2 separate regions of the Mus musculus genome follow, and region 1 is linked to region 2. Evidence: chromatin contacts called from public HiCAR-type data. All regions are on one chromosome and are shown on one strand. The core of a region is the stretch at or near the end of the contact, and the rest is flanking DNA. Distances in the headings are between cores, read along the strand shown. Region 1 overlaps Esr1 (estrogen receptor 1 (alpha)). Region 2 has its middle 35 kb from the start of Esr1.

Region 1 (7,552 bases), core at 4,410-6,909, 99 kb after region 2:
TGATTTTTATTTGTCAGCATTGTTATTTTCTTCATAGGCATCCATTCCTCACACAATAAAACACTGATTTCAGGTGTGGTCTGCAATTGATCAGGTGATTTAATTCCAGCACACTGAATGCTGTTTTCTCACTGTGTATCCCAGAAGTCTCCATTTTATACTTTGAAAGTTTCTTATTTTGTTTGCAAGATGATAAGGCCGCACTCAAATGCAACGTTCATTTCATTAGTTGTTAGTCAAAGTGGAACTGTATTGAGTATTAGTATTATATATATTGTATTATGTAGCTAGCTCCAGGGAACTATTCTTACTCTGGGATAGTGAAAAATCCTAGTGGAGGAGACGAAGGCCCTTGTGTTAATAAACCCACCAGGAGTCTCAGTAGTTAAAGCTGCAGTAGTGGCCAACCATGTGTCATTTTGTCAATTTCCCAAATTGTGATATTGATTCTAACTCTGTATTCCCAATTGGGATGGAAGAGCCAGCTGTCAGCAAGGTAACTGGACTGTTAACAGAGTGATTTCTGTCACATACCCGCTTGCCCCGACCTCTGCGAATATTAGAAGGTGCGCAGGAAGTAGATCTATGTGTTCATTGGCCCAGAGACAAGAGCCACCCCTCCTTACCCTTTTCTCTGACTCCACATCAATGTTACCAAAGCAGCTTAGGAATAAATGCTGTGACTCTTCCACCTTAACGTCTTCATTGGGGAATGATAGAACTTTTGTTCTAAAAGCAGTTGGTAAAAGAGTGTGAAAGTTACCTTGAGTATCTCAAAAAGTGGAAAGCAAAGAGCTATCTACATTGACTTTAACGGATCAGCTGATGCAAAAATCCTTTGTAGAATTCTCCTCCTGGTCATTCTCCTCTTATTTGCCTCCTCTTCCTCCCTCTCCCCCTCCCCCTCTCATCCTCCACCCCCTCTCCCTCCTCCTCCTCTTCCTCCTCCATCTCCCCCTCCCCCTCTCCTCCTCTTCCTCCTCCCTCTCCTCCTCCTTCTCTACTGAAAATAAATCTAGTTATATTCAAGGTTCTCTTGGGTCAGTTCCCCTCAGCTGATCTTCTGGGGTTACACCTGAAGCTCCATGGAGTGAGCTCAGGAGTGGTGACTTCTGGTCATGCTAGGGTACCTAGAGATATAGAAAGGTACCTTCTTTATAATAATGTGCCTTTAAAATGGCCTGTTCCCTCTCCCTCTCCTTCTCCCTCTCCCCTCTTTCCCCTCTCCTCCTCCCCCCCCCCCCCCCGCCTAAAAGCAGAAATAAAGTATTCTGTTGTAGTAACACAAGTTTTGGGATGGTCTTTGTGACTTTCTTTTAGAGATATTCAATTTTCTACATGATTTTCATAGTGCTAGGCCTCTCCCACTTAAGTGCAGTTTCTGAGGCCATTCAGACTTTGTTAAACAAAGTATAAGATCTTTTCAAAGGAGATATTTAAAAAGAATAATGGTAATAGCAATTCTACTAGTTAGTTTCTTTGCTCTTGTGTTTACCTTGCCTCTGGTGCAGTGTGTTGTGTGTGTGTGTGTGTGTGTGTGTGTGTGTGTGTGTGTGTGTGTGTATCACTGAGATAAACAAAGCAAGATACAGAAAACTGATGGACCATGGGAGTCCAGAAAGGGGTAATGGGATACAACGAAGGTGCTGTGTGGCCAGGCCCTCTTCTTGCAGAACTGAAATTGGTGTTTCTGAAGGAGGGACATAGTGCTTAGGGGACAGAAGTTATATCAAATTTCCGGGAGACATAGGATTAATGATATGCTAGAGATATTTCTGGGGTGTCAAGTTAGGAAGCCTAAAGAACCCTGAAGCTGATGCTTGAAGCATTTCAACTATGATACATTAGAGGATAGCTAAGTAGGCAGACAGGCTTGTGGTCAAACCCCACTGTCTTGAGTTCCAAAGTGAAGGCGAGAACCAACTCCTGATTTCTGTGGTCACTGCACCTTCCTTCCTCCCATCTTAAGATTCAGAGCTTGACAATGAGAGCTGAAGATGAGTAAGAACAGGTGGTGTTTGTCTTTCTGCATCTGTGCTAGCACACAGTAGAATATTTTCTATTTAAGTCCACTTACCTGCAAGATTCATTTTTCTCTTTAGAGCAGAATAGTTTTCTATATCATTTATATATCACATCTTTGTTATCCATTCATCAGTTGGAAAATACTTAGGTTGTTTTGATTTCCTAGTTTTCCTGTGAATGGAGTGAAGAGGAACAAGGCTGAGCAGGTACCTGTAGTCTAAGGGTCCTCTGGCTGTTGAGTCCTGTGGATATTGAGTCCTTTGGGCATCTGTCAGAGAGTAACATAACTCGATCACATGGTAGACTTATGTTTGGGGTTTTGAGGGTTGCACGTACTGGCTTCCAGAGAGGTTGCAACCAGTTTGTGACAATGAACGAGGATTCCCTTTTCCCTACACCTCCTGTAGCATTTGTCATTGGCTGGTTTGTTGATTTTAGCCTTTCTGACAAGGATAAGATTACATCCCAGGGTTGTTTAAATCTGTATTTCTCTAATTTCTAAGGTTGATGAGTATTTTGGGGGTACTTTATAGCCATTTTTACTTATTTTTTTAGTGAGAATTATCTGTTTAGGTCCATACTCATTATTAAGTGTGCAATTTATTGTCTGGATTTTTTTTGTTAGTTCTTTATATATTCTGGACAGTAATCCTCTGTTAGAAATCTAGATGGCAAATCCTCTGTCTTGCCTTGTGAGCCTCCTCTTTATTCAATTTTAGCTGTGCCAAAGACTTCATTTTATGAGGTCCCCTTTGTTGTTAGTCTCACTTCCTAGGCCTTTTCCCACACCTGTATTTTGAATGCTATTGCCTATGTTTTTTTTTGTTTTTTGTTTGTTTGTTTTGTTTTTTGTTTTTTTTTTCTTTTCCTGGCAGTTTTATCATTTCTGGTTTCAAACAATTATTTTCATTCTAAGGCCAGATGCAAACTATTAGTTCGTGTTAGGTTGTTTTGAGGGAGTCAACTGTATGTCTCAGACAGTTTATACAAGTATGCCATAATTCTTGGCTATTTAAAAGGTATTTGGATACAGATTTTGAATATTTTGAGACTGGCTGGTTTTGTTAGGCACTAGTAGAATTTCCAGCTCTGAAAGTAGCATTATCTGATTGGCTGATTGTGGTAGGTTTTTTGTTTGTTTGTTTTGTTTGTTTGTTTTTTTGATTTTTGTTTTTTGTCTTTGCCAGGATAAAGAGTTTCAGTGCCATTTATACAAAATACAACCTTACAAGATATATGATCCAAAGACAATTACTTAAGGGCAAAACCACTGTTTTATTACTAAGAAATGATAGGTTATAATAGACTTCTTTGAGGGTGTTTTCTTCCAAATACTGTTCTAAAAAAGTTGAGCAGTGGTGGTCTGGAGATTTAGTGCCTAATAATCATAATGTTTGTGAGCATTCAATGGGTACTTGTCCTGCCCAAGGCTGTATGTTATTCATCATCTCATTTAACTCTCCCCAAATTTATGGTAAATCAGCACTCTGATTTATCCTTATTTTACAGATGAGGAAACTAAGGTATAGGAGAAAGAAAGTCAATATAGAAACCAATTAGTTTGACTACAGAACCTGATGTTTAGCATAGGGATTTATTGCTTCCCACAGGGATAGGATATTTCTAAAAGGGATGTTACAAGTGAAGAGGACCACTAGGCTTTAGCTGACTCTTTGTGCCCATAGGCTAATGAGCAGCAGAAGTGGACATAGTTGTTTGTAACTATTCTGATTGCTCAGGGGAAATGAAGCTGTTACCAGGTAATGAGCTGAGTCTAGGATGCTCCATTGTGCCTTCTTGCCCAGTGTAGGGCAAAAGTGAAGGATTCTTTATGTTCTACAGTGAGGAGATTAAAAAAAAACAAACAAACCAAAAGATGGGCACTGGGTCATCTTAAAGCACCGGGCAAACTGGCAGGCTTGGAAGGGCAGTAAGTGAATACTGTCCCCAGTGGAGGGCTTTGTGACCCACTGGACCTGGGCAGCTTAGATGCTCCACCTGCATTTCAGTATCTGAAGAGCCCACACTTTCTCCTATTCTGTGGGTGGCTTCTTCTTGCTTAATAAGGTTCTGATGGTGAAGTTCATTGCTTAGCCCATGGGGGGCAGAGCAGAGGGATGAGGACAAAGAACCGGAAAAGAAATGGAAGCTACTGATGCTGGCCTAGCATTGTTCCGAAAGAGAAATGTTCACTGCCTCTTTGCTGATCAGTTAAAAAAGCGCATCAAACAAATATAGAGGGCAAAGGTTAAGCAGCACAACATGGTGTTTGATGAAGAATGAACTTTTTGTCAGTCTCAAAAAGTCTTCTTGGGTGGTCTGGATGCCCAGGAGGGTATGTTCCAACGACAAGCCTGTGTTTCCTGGGTGACCATCACGTTTACTCTTTACCAGGCTTCTGGGCCACCACGACATACCTCACAGAAATTGTCTCTAGGCTTGAGGACTCTGCACACCACCCTGGCTGAAATTCACAGGCCAATCAACCCATGTTTCTTTATGCATCCTTTAACTCTCCAGTGGCCACAAGATGAACAAAAACTTTGCACGTGTTGACCACACCTGTTATTTCTTTTTCTTCTTTACTCTCTTGAAATTACTTGTAGAATTGAAGTATTATTTATTAAAAAGGAGGGGTTTTTTTCCATCCACAAGAGCATGGGGTAATCTTGAGGCTATTGTGCTAAGTGTTAAAGAAAGAAAAATGGACAAATTGATTTACTCCAATAGTCAGACACAATTGTTGAGGTTGAAAAAGTAGATTAGCCGGTCTCCTTATTTTTGAAGAGGTCGCAGTCAAGTGAAGAAAATCAGTAATGCCTGCACCATTGCTACAGATGTGCTAAAGAAGTCCCTATTTGTGGAATCTTAAATGCCCGACTTTCCTGTCCTTCCTTTTCATTGGAATGTCTATGCAGAGTTGTGCCTACAATAGAATTTCGGCGAGACTCTCAAAGATCGGTGAAATTCTTAGTTAGCACTTAGTAAATCAGGAATCCATTTTTTTTAAAGGGTCCCAGCAGTTTGAAGGACCTCCATATCTCCATACTCTGCACTAATCTGATCTCAGCCAACAATCTTTTCCTCTCTCCCTAAAGCATTAAAATGACCCTGAGCTGGAGCACAAGCTTATCTTTGACTGTGTGGAACCAGACCACGTGGCAGAACCTGCTCAGGGTCTCTGGGTTTTATCCTGTCTCTTAGATTGCAAGAACATTTTCTCTTCCTTCTCTCTCAGGAAGAGAATACTTTGAAATTCTTTCTACCAGTTCTGGCCATCAGGGTTTTATCTTTAAAGGAGTTGATGTGGTAAGAAAGCTTGGAGAACTTTCTGGAAGCAAAAAGTACAAAGAAGGAAGGCCAGGACATTTGGGGAATGCTGCCTGCCTTTGAATTAGTCACCCCGATGGTTACACCATCTCCTCCTTTGTTTCAATCTTATCTAACACTCATCTTTTTCTTTGTTCATCCCCCTACCCAGTCCTTCAGACCTTCTAAAATCTGGTCTTGGGGCAAGGCACCATGTTCTCAGGGTGTTCAAAACCCTGTGCTGGATATTATAGGAGCAGGAGGAGCCATTTCAGAAGGTCCTATTCTGGACTGCACACTAGCATTTCCTTGTGTGTAGAGCTAGGAGATGCATTGTTGAAAGCGACTCATTGTCTCCAGGGTACTGTGGTGAGGTGGTGGTCACTGATCCCATCATGCTTTGTCGCAGCTGTTGGCTTGATTCTGTGCCAGGTGCTTGAAACAACTGTGGCTTTGCAGATGGGCTACAGAGACTGGACCCAAAGGTATCACGTCAACATGTTCAGTCAATTGGGGTCTTATAAGGACAGAGAGAATTTCTTCTGACTTCACTTTTTATGAAGAAAAGGAGACTTTCCAGGGCTGTTGTCTTTCCTAGAATTCCTTCTTTCAAAACATCTTTGGGGAATATAATTGGATATTAGTAATACTTTCTGGTTCATTTAAAAAATAAAAGCAAAATGCAATTTATAGGTGGGTGTTGCTTCTGGTAAAATTAATTAAAAAGAACTCGTGTGAAAATAGAATTTGGGATGCATGATTAAGCATCCTGGATTTCTTTTTCTTTTTCTTTCTCTCTCTCTCTCTCTCTCTCTTTTTTCTTTTTGTGCATGCTGCTACGTACAGATGTGGTTGTGAAATAGTTCAAATCAGGGCCCACTGAATGTCCTCACTGGACTTTTAGGAATGTGTGCACTGAGGCAGCCAAATTTTATTTCATTTGGTTTGGCTCATTGCACTGGCTGTGAATCAGAAAGTATTCATTTTAATATCTGAGTGGAAATTTATTTACAAACACACGGCTACAGTTATTCTTTCAAAGGGCTTAAAGTTTTTGTTTAATTTCCTCAAAAATTTGCTTTCTAGTTTTTCTTTCCATCTGGAACTTGTGACAGAATATGTTGAAGAGGTTTTTCTAGAATAAAAAAATACATGTCCTGACGCACAGATAAATGTAATCTTTCGTGTGGTTTATCTTTCCTGTTTGGTGGCAACGACAGAGTTCAGAATTGGTCTGGAGATGATTACATTGCTGATTCTGAAATGCTTTTCAAAGATAAAGTGATTTATTTAGCTGTTACATTATTATTATAAGCATAATTTAATGCTTAAGTGTTCTGAGTTAATATTGAGTTCTTTCTTCTTAGCCAATCATGGCAGTATTCTAAAAAGAAAAAAAAATTAAAGAAAAACCCAAAGACCCACGAATGAGACAGATCTGCATTTTAATGATGGTTCTACCATCTATCAGCCAAGAGACCTTGAACAAGTTAGTCAGATCCCTGGCGTCTCAAGTTATGACTCTGTAATTGGAGCAACCCAGCTCATTGTTTGTGATATTGAGATGAGACACAGAGCTGAACCCACCAAGCACATTGCTAGTTTATGAGAAGCCCATGGCGTATGCTGCTAGTTAGTCAGTCCTTGGCCACAGAGATTGTCACATAGAACTGAATCAGAATAGGATCAATCAATCCAACCTTGATTCATCTTTCTGCTTTCTCACATCGATACTTAGGACAGCTCCAAGTTTGTTTTACAAAAACCATACACAACAAAAATGTACTAGTTCAGCCATTGAAAGTGGATTTAGGTTCATTTAGGATTTAGGTTCATTTAGGATTTAGGTTCATTTATGTTGTATGAGCAAAAATTGTATGAGAAGATTGAAACTGTGCCTTTTAACCAATAACTCCCTCACTTCTCTGAGGATTCTTTCACCATGGTGTGTCTCTGTGAGTGTGACTACTTTAGGTACTTCATGTACACAGGGTCACTTTTATCGTTTGTGTCTGACTTCTCTCACTCAGCATTATGTTTTCCAGATCCAACCATGCCATAGTATACATTAGAATTTCAATGTTTTTAAAAGCATAATGTTAATTCTATTACATTTATATACCACCTTATGTGTATTTATTTAAGTCAGTAGACCCTGAGTTTTCTCTGACTTTTGTCTGTTATGAGTAACATTGCCTTGTCTGTGGACATACACATA
Region 2 (7,047 bases), core at 3,994-6,493:
GTGTGGCAGTCAGAGGACAACTTTGTAGAGTTAGTTCTCTCCTTCCATGTGTGATCTTAGGATAGATGTCAGGTAGAAACCACCACCTGCCTACAAAAGGAAAGTGAGAGTATTTTGGTTTGCTTCTCTGGATGTTATTGTTGCTGTTGTGTTTTGAGTGTTTATATCACAGGTGTCTCTGTGTCCTGACAGAGATGTTAGCTTACTGACTGACTCGGTAGTGGTGTTACCCATTGCATTAGACGGGTTAAGAACAGAGCAAGGTTCACCAGTACTGCAAAAATGTACAGACATGTCATCTTGACAGCGGGTTGTTGCTTTTTATACTAGAAGAGGAGGGCTACTAGCTGGCAGAAAGCCAAGCCAAGGAAGTTAAAAAGAGTACAGTGGCTTTTCAAGACACACAACCTTCATTAAGTCACAAATTTGGCATATATGTAGCAAAAAAAAAAAAAAGTCTCAAAGAATAGCCAGACATCAAGGTGGGAGTTTTGGGGGTCAGACAGAAGATTAAAATACACTGTGCTAAGTACAATTTAGCTTAACCTCAGGGAACCAGCATGGTCTTGGAGAGACACCGAGGCCTGGAACATTACTAGAATTTTGGCAACGGAGAAAAGGGCAGCCATGTGGATGAGAGGACAGAGGGCAAGGTCAGCAGGGCAGCACACTGACTGCTCGGAGGTGGTTGCAACACCCAACACCCTCTTGATTTGCTTTCCTGGCTGGCAAGGAAGGAATCTAAAGTCCTACTCTGTGTTCAAGACTGAGTGACTCAGGAAGGGCTTCCAACAGTCTTGCTGTGTGTAGGGCTGAGGTGGCTCCTGGAAGGTAAGAATTTCAGTACGCACACAAGGACTGTCTTGGGCAAACAGACCCAGACGGCTGGACATGGTATCGTTATGTGGGGATTTGGTGGCTGAATCGAGGGCCTGTCTGATTGGTTTTGTTTTATTTTCCTGTTGGATAACAGGTGAACATGTTACCAATGGGATATGAGAAAGGAGGAAGGGGAAGCATGGCATTTGTAGATTGAAAAATGACATATTTGGTAACAGATATGTTCGTACTGTGGAAAAGGACTTCAGACATTGAGGACCAGGAAAGGACCCAGGAGAACATACAGTAGGTTCTACAATATAAAAACCAGTGAGAGATGGCATCTATCTATCTATCTATCTATCTATCTATCTATCTATCTATCTATCTATCAATCTATCTACCTATCTATCTACTTATCTATCACTTGTCTGACTGTATGTCTATCACTTGTCTGTCTGTCTGTCTGTCTGTCTGTCTATCATTTATCTGCCTATATTTGTCTGTCTGTCTATCTATCAATTGTCTGTATATCTATTACTTGTCTGTCTGTCTGTCTATCATTTATCTGTCTATATTAGTCTATCATTTGTCTATCTATCTATCTATCTATCTATCTATCTATCTATCTATCTATCTATCTATCTATCATCTATTATTTTTCTTCTATCATCTATCTATCATATCTATCATTTATTATACCCATTTATGTATCATCTATCATCTGTTGCATATCATCTATCTTCTATTTATCTATTGATATATCATTTATCTATCATATCTATCATCATTGTATATCTTCTATCTATCTCTCTCTCTCCCTCTCTCTCTCTCTCTATCCATCCATCCATCTCTATCTATCTATGTGTCTGTATATCTATCATTTATCTATCTATCACCTTCATGATTGATGTAGCTATGATCTATAGAAGGTATCAATCTGGAGCAATAATGCTGGAAATTTATGGAAGAAATGGAACAGGAAAAATTTTAATCGAATTTCTATAAAAAGGTGTTAGCAGTTCATTAATTCTGATAGAAATGATCATGTGATTGAATTCATTAAAATTAAATTTCCTACCACTTAAAGATATTCATTAGTTACAGTGATAATCACTGAAGATGGAATTAGGTTATTTCCTCTAAAAATTGTGTTATATTAACCTATTCAAACTGCTTGCTGCATGTTTTAAAAATTAATCTTCTTTCTAGGGAATGATTGCACAAACCCGATATCTCAGCATTCGGGGGTGGAGTTAGGAGGATCAAAAGTTCAAGCTTAGCTTCAGCTACCTAGTAAGTTTGAAGTAAGCCTGGGCTATGTGAAAGCCTGTCTTAAAAGAAAACAATTAATCTTCCAGGGTATAGTGGCATATGCTTATCAACCTAGCATGCAGAGGCTAGAGGATCAAGAGTTTCAACCTTGACTGTATTATCCAATGAGGCTCTGCCCATAAAATAAGATAAGATAAGATAAAAATAAAAATAAAATAAAGGCAGGTTCATTTTGAGAGCAAAGGCTGTTTGTAGACACAGTCGCTTGAAGTGACGGTGTTAGCAAAACAAACTTTACCTATCTCTTTCTCTGACTTCAACTCAATTAGAATGTCACTGTGCAATAGAAATATGTCAGCCACATGTCATTTAGGATGTCTTGGTGACTACATTTTATAAAAGTAAAAAAAAAGAGAGATACTAATAAATTGATCTTTATAATATATTTTACTCGAAAAGCACAGTTAAAGCATCACAATTTTAACTTGTAGTCATCATAAAATGATTGAGAATATCACTTCTTTTTTGCTTTGTACTGTCAGTAATTCCGTTTCCCAAGTCAAATGCAAAGTGTTTATTAGAAATGTCTGACTTCAATGGAGATTTTTAAAGTTAGGAAATTTGAAAAAGTAAACTAAAATATTGGAATTATTAGAAGCATATCTTAGTTTTTAAGTATTGTCTTGCATAACAGCTTGAAATCTCAAATTTACTTTAATAGCAGAACCTAAAGAGTTATGTACAGAAACTTGTAGTGACTTATTCAAGGGTTGGCACAGAAGGAAACCAGGTACCCGAGTATTGTAAGCCTTGTAATTAGTGTTTAATGGAAAGAAGAACACAGCAGGTGTCTCTTCATAAGTATATACACACATATATGAATAAATATGTATGTACATATAATGTACATACATATGTAATATGTATACACACAACATATATATGCCTATATATCTGAATATATATATATATATATATATATATATATATATATATATACACATATATATGTATATATATACATGTCAGATATATATCTGGTTATCAAGTGTTATTTACATCTGAAATGTTTGCTATGGCAATTAGCAGATACAAAATTGGATAAAATCTTACAAATTCTGCTATATTGATAAGCAGTTTTGTACCTTGAGTAGCAATGCAAGACATAGTGATAGATCTCACAATAGTACTGCTCTGACCTCAGAACCGGAATGTGGTAGCCGACATCCTTTAATTATTGAACACCAATTCCAAGCTAAATTTTTATCACAGGAAAATGGTCTGTGCTCAGAAAAGGTCAAAGGTCAACATAGTCTCTTGATCATGGTTTTGATTTACTTAACAAATAAAAATTCTATGTTGGCTTTATTATTGGGTTGAAAAGTGGTCTAATCAACTAAACTATTAGGCTTAAGAATAACACAGACTTGGCCAGACAACCCATATTTTAAGCACTTGCTGGCCACAGGTGGTTGGTGTATGTGAAATGGGATAGCAAGGACATAGGATCCACTAGGTTTAAGATTTTGAAGGCAGTTTTCGTTCCTCTGGAGGCTTGCCACTTCCTCTCCCTGCCCTCCCCACCTCCCACCCTTTCCTACAGACGCTAGTTTGGTCTTTTTCCTGTAGGTGGCAGCACTTTCTTCTTGACGGTATGAGTCCTTTCTCCTTAGAGTCCTGCAGTTTTCGTAGAAAGAATTATATTCTCTAGAAAATTCTTTGGAAGCATAAGTCGGAATATTGTCAGTTCTTTCGTTGTTCTGCCCACTGCTTCAGGAAACAATCCGTTTGCCTCCTCCCCGGAGAGGTGCTCACCGCTTGCTGGGTGTAGAGCGAGGTAGAAGAGAGGTCAGGCGTTCATCCTATCCCTTAGCATTTCCGTGATCTTTCCTGGGCAACCCCTCCCTCGGAGATCAGAATGGACAGGAGGAAGCTTCAGTCTCCCATGCAGAGACAGTATTATCCTATATTTTCACTTTCCACTCGATTTTGTAACTGGGTTTTTCAGAGTTCCACATCAGACATTAAGTGAACCTAATATAATATTTTTAAAATTCGCTTCTTTGCATTTAGAAATACCCTTCCCCATCACGTTGGCGATAAGATTAAGAGACCATTACGTAAGGAATAAAGCACCAAGGAAAGAGATGGAGAAATTCAGTTGGGTTTCCCTAGGACTGGCACACATGCATGCTTACCACAAGAGTCCTGTGTGGAACCCAGCAAACTGTTTGCCGATGTCACGATTCCCTTTGACTGACAGTTTTAAATTACAGGCTCCCTTTTCGGTAATTTTTCCTCATTCTGTTCCCCCAGCACAACCTCAATGCTCTATTTGAATTTTAATCATAATTTTTCTTAGTTTAGCTTCATGCCAACATTGTACTGTACCTGATATAATGAGTTTAAAGTGCTATGCTTTTGACTCAAGGAGAAAAAAAAATCAATGTTTTCTTAATATATTCTTTAATTCTTTTAAGCTTGAGTGTACGAGATGGACTGTTAATGGCTTACAGCAGAGAGAAAAGATAGGAAAGGGGAGCCGTCCATCCAAGCTTGCACATGCCGAGAGCTCTATTAGGACTGTTACCATATATTTGCTTATATTAACTTTTACAAACCACAGAGCACTTTATAAAATGAAGAAACTGGTCTAAGAGCGAAGCCATCCTTGTCATCTTGTAAATGACAGATTTGGCAGAGAAAACTCTGCTGAAGTCCTTTGATGGTTCCTGCTTTCAGTGGCCACTCCTGACAAGGACTCATTGTCTATGAAGGCACCAGAGAACAGAAAATACGGTGTCTGATTTCCATAATCTCCCGAGAGAGCGTCATTCGAAAGGGCCATGTGTCCTTCTGCTTTCTTACCTGTGTTCATCTCCAAAATGTAGCAACCGCTCAAAAATGCACTTTCACTTTTCTCTTTATTCTTAATAATCATATTCACCTTCCCATACACACAGTGCTCAATTTTACAACTTTCTTCTCTCCATTCATCAGGGTAGGACAGCTACAGAATAAAGGACTCTATAAACCTCAGCTTAAGACCAAGTTTATTCTTCTGTCATAGAAATTCTAGTGCAAACATTCCCCACCTGCTTTCCCAAGTGACTCTTTATACTGGGTGACTCAGGGGACCACACCCCTCATCTGGACTTAGTTTATGTCTTGGACCATTTGGACTGTCATGGGAAGGCTGTGAACGTCTTCCCAGAGTGGTGTTCCTAACTGAAGAAGAAGACCAGGATATAATGTTAATTTCAAATTAGTGGTAAGTAAATATATTTCAAGGAAGGATCATCAAGTATGCGTGATTTGAAAGACAAGCAAGGGAGAGACAGCTCCTGGACACATTCTTTTAACTGGACAAATTCCAGTTAAAAGTTAGGAAGAATGAAGACAGTTTTTTTCCTTATCCAAAGTTCATGAGACTCCCTGAACTGTACAGGCCCAAAAGTCCGGTTATTGATTATACAGTGACTAAAACTTTCTTACAAAGGCCTCAACTGGATCTTATACAAGGAGTCAAATGATAAGCCCTGTGGGACAATCGACTTTTTTTTATTAGATATTTTCTTTTTTTTTTTTAAATTAGGTATTTTCCTCATTTACATTTTCAATGCTATCCCAAAGGTCCCCCATATTAGATATTTTCTTTTTTTTTGTTTTTTTGTTTTGTTTTGTTTTTTTGTTTTTTGTTTTTTGTTTTTTTTTTGTTTTTTTCCGAGACAGGCTTTCTCTGTGTAGCCCTGGCTGTCCTGGAACTCACTTTTGTAGACCAGGCTGGCCTTGAACTCAGAGATTTGCCAGCCCCTGCCTCCTGAGTGCTGGGATTAAAGGTGTGCACCACCATGCCCGGCTCTAGATATTTTCTTTATTTTCATTCTATCAGATAGAAACACAAGAATTTTAGTTGTAAAAAGAAGTAAGGAAAAATTAAGCTCTTGCCAAATCCTATCCTCTTCACAGTTATCTCTTGAAGACCTTTAATGTGGATTTTGCCTGATTTCTTTGTATGGAGTTGTTTTATAGTTTTCAATACAGTGTATCACTTATTATGCTTTTAAAAATATTACATTTTAATTTATTGATGTTGCGTGTGCATTGCACGCATCAGAAGACAACTTGCAAGGGTCGGTTTTCTCATTCCACCATGTGGCAACTTTGGGGCCTTGGACTTGGGTCCTCATTCCTGGCAGCAGGTGTCTTAACTCACCAAGTAGCCATATTGTCAACCCTGAGTTACATTTCTCAACTTTTGATTACCTTATATATCCTTTTAAGTGTATCTCCTCAGCATTAATTCAGTGCAATGACATACAGTGTACATGTAATCACTGGAACTTATTCAAGTCGTTGTTTTGTTTTGTTTTGTTTTGTTTTAAATAACACATAGGTTAGGTCTTCACTTCCTCTGCAAAGACTCTGCCTGCATTTTGCTTTTAGGAGATTCCTAGAGCAAAGATTCCTGGGTCTAAAACTGTGCATACCACCAGCACACAGTGGGTAGTAGATAGACGCTTGTGTGTGTATTATCACTATTTCCTATTTCCATGATGCCTTTGCCAGGTTGTGGTGGTCGACACATACCAATCCCCACCATTTTAAACAGTGGCACTCCAGCTTTATGTATTACGTTTGGATCTTGCCAAGCCTATATATGGAAGATAGCAGAGGGAGCCTATGTTTTGAAGTTACAGTTTCATGATGTAGTCTTGGTTCTCAGAGAACCGATGGTCCTATTTAATTTACACAGCCTTCTTAAGCACCAGCCCAGTGGAGGAACATTTGCAGAGTAAGAAACGGAAATAAATGCAGTCTTTCACTCTGCCACCCCATGACTTTCACAGGAAGAATTCTTTCAGCACAAGTAAGCTTAAGGTTAAGTTTATTTGCAAATGGGAAATCCTTCTTCTTGGTAATCTTAAAGACTGGTTAGTATACTCAGTGCTC

The links. HiCAR-type assays count read pairs that join an accessible place to other places.
Region 1: a contact with region 2 is called in a HiCAR-type map of fibro-adipogenic progenitors, with 2.2 times the contacts expected there. The contact joins two enhancer-like sites. A contact is called at or near these places in 2 of 39 promoter capture datasets (the 3T3-L1 cell line and embryonic stem cells), 1 of 15 datasets of contacts at CTCF or cohesin (pro-B cells), 4 of 484 Hi-C or Micro-C datasets (adipose-derived mesenchymal stem cells, embryonic fibroblasts, muscle stem cells and 1 more) and 2 of 115 datasets of contacts at active chromatin or transcription factors (fibro-adipogenic progenitors and large pre-B cells).

Annotation. Positions count from the first base shown.
Region 1 is chr10:4,769,997-4,777,548 of GRCm38.p6, forward strand. All of the region lies in intron 3 of Esr1 (estrogen receptor 1 (alpha)), which reads left to right. Among named protein-coding and RNA genes, the nearest start is that of Esr1, 64 kb to the left of the region's middle. Within about 2 kb of position 5,660, at least 51 of the 459 cell types and tissues checked have an H3K27ac peak or open chromatin away from gene starts, as enhancers often do. A contact at or near this core is called in fibro-adipogenic progenitors, where this site is marked.
Region 2 is chr10:4,671,443-4,678,489 of GRCm38.p6, forward strand. It overlaps a transcript of Esr1 not described here. Among named protein-coding and RNA genes, the nearest start is that of Esr1, 35 kb to the right of the region's middle. Within about 2 kb of position 5,244, at least 9 of the 459 cell types and tissues checked have an H3K27ac peak or open chromatin away from gene starts, as enhancers often do. A contact at or near this core is called in fibro-adipogenic progenitors, where this site is marked.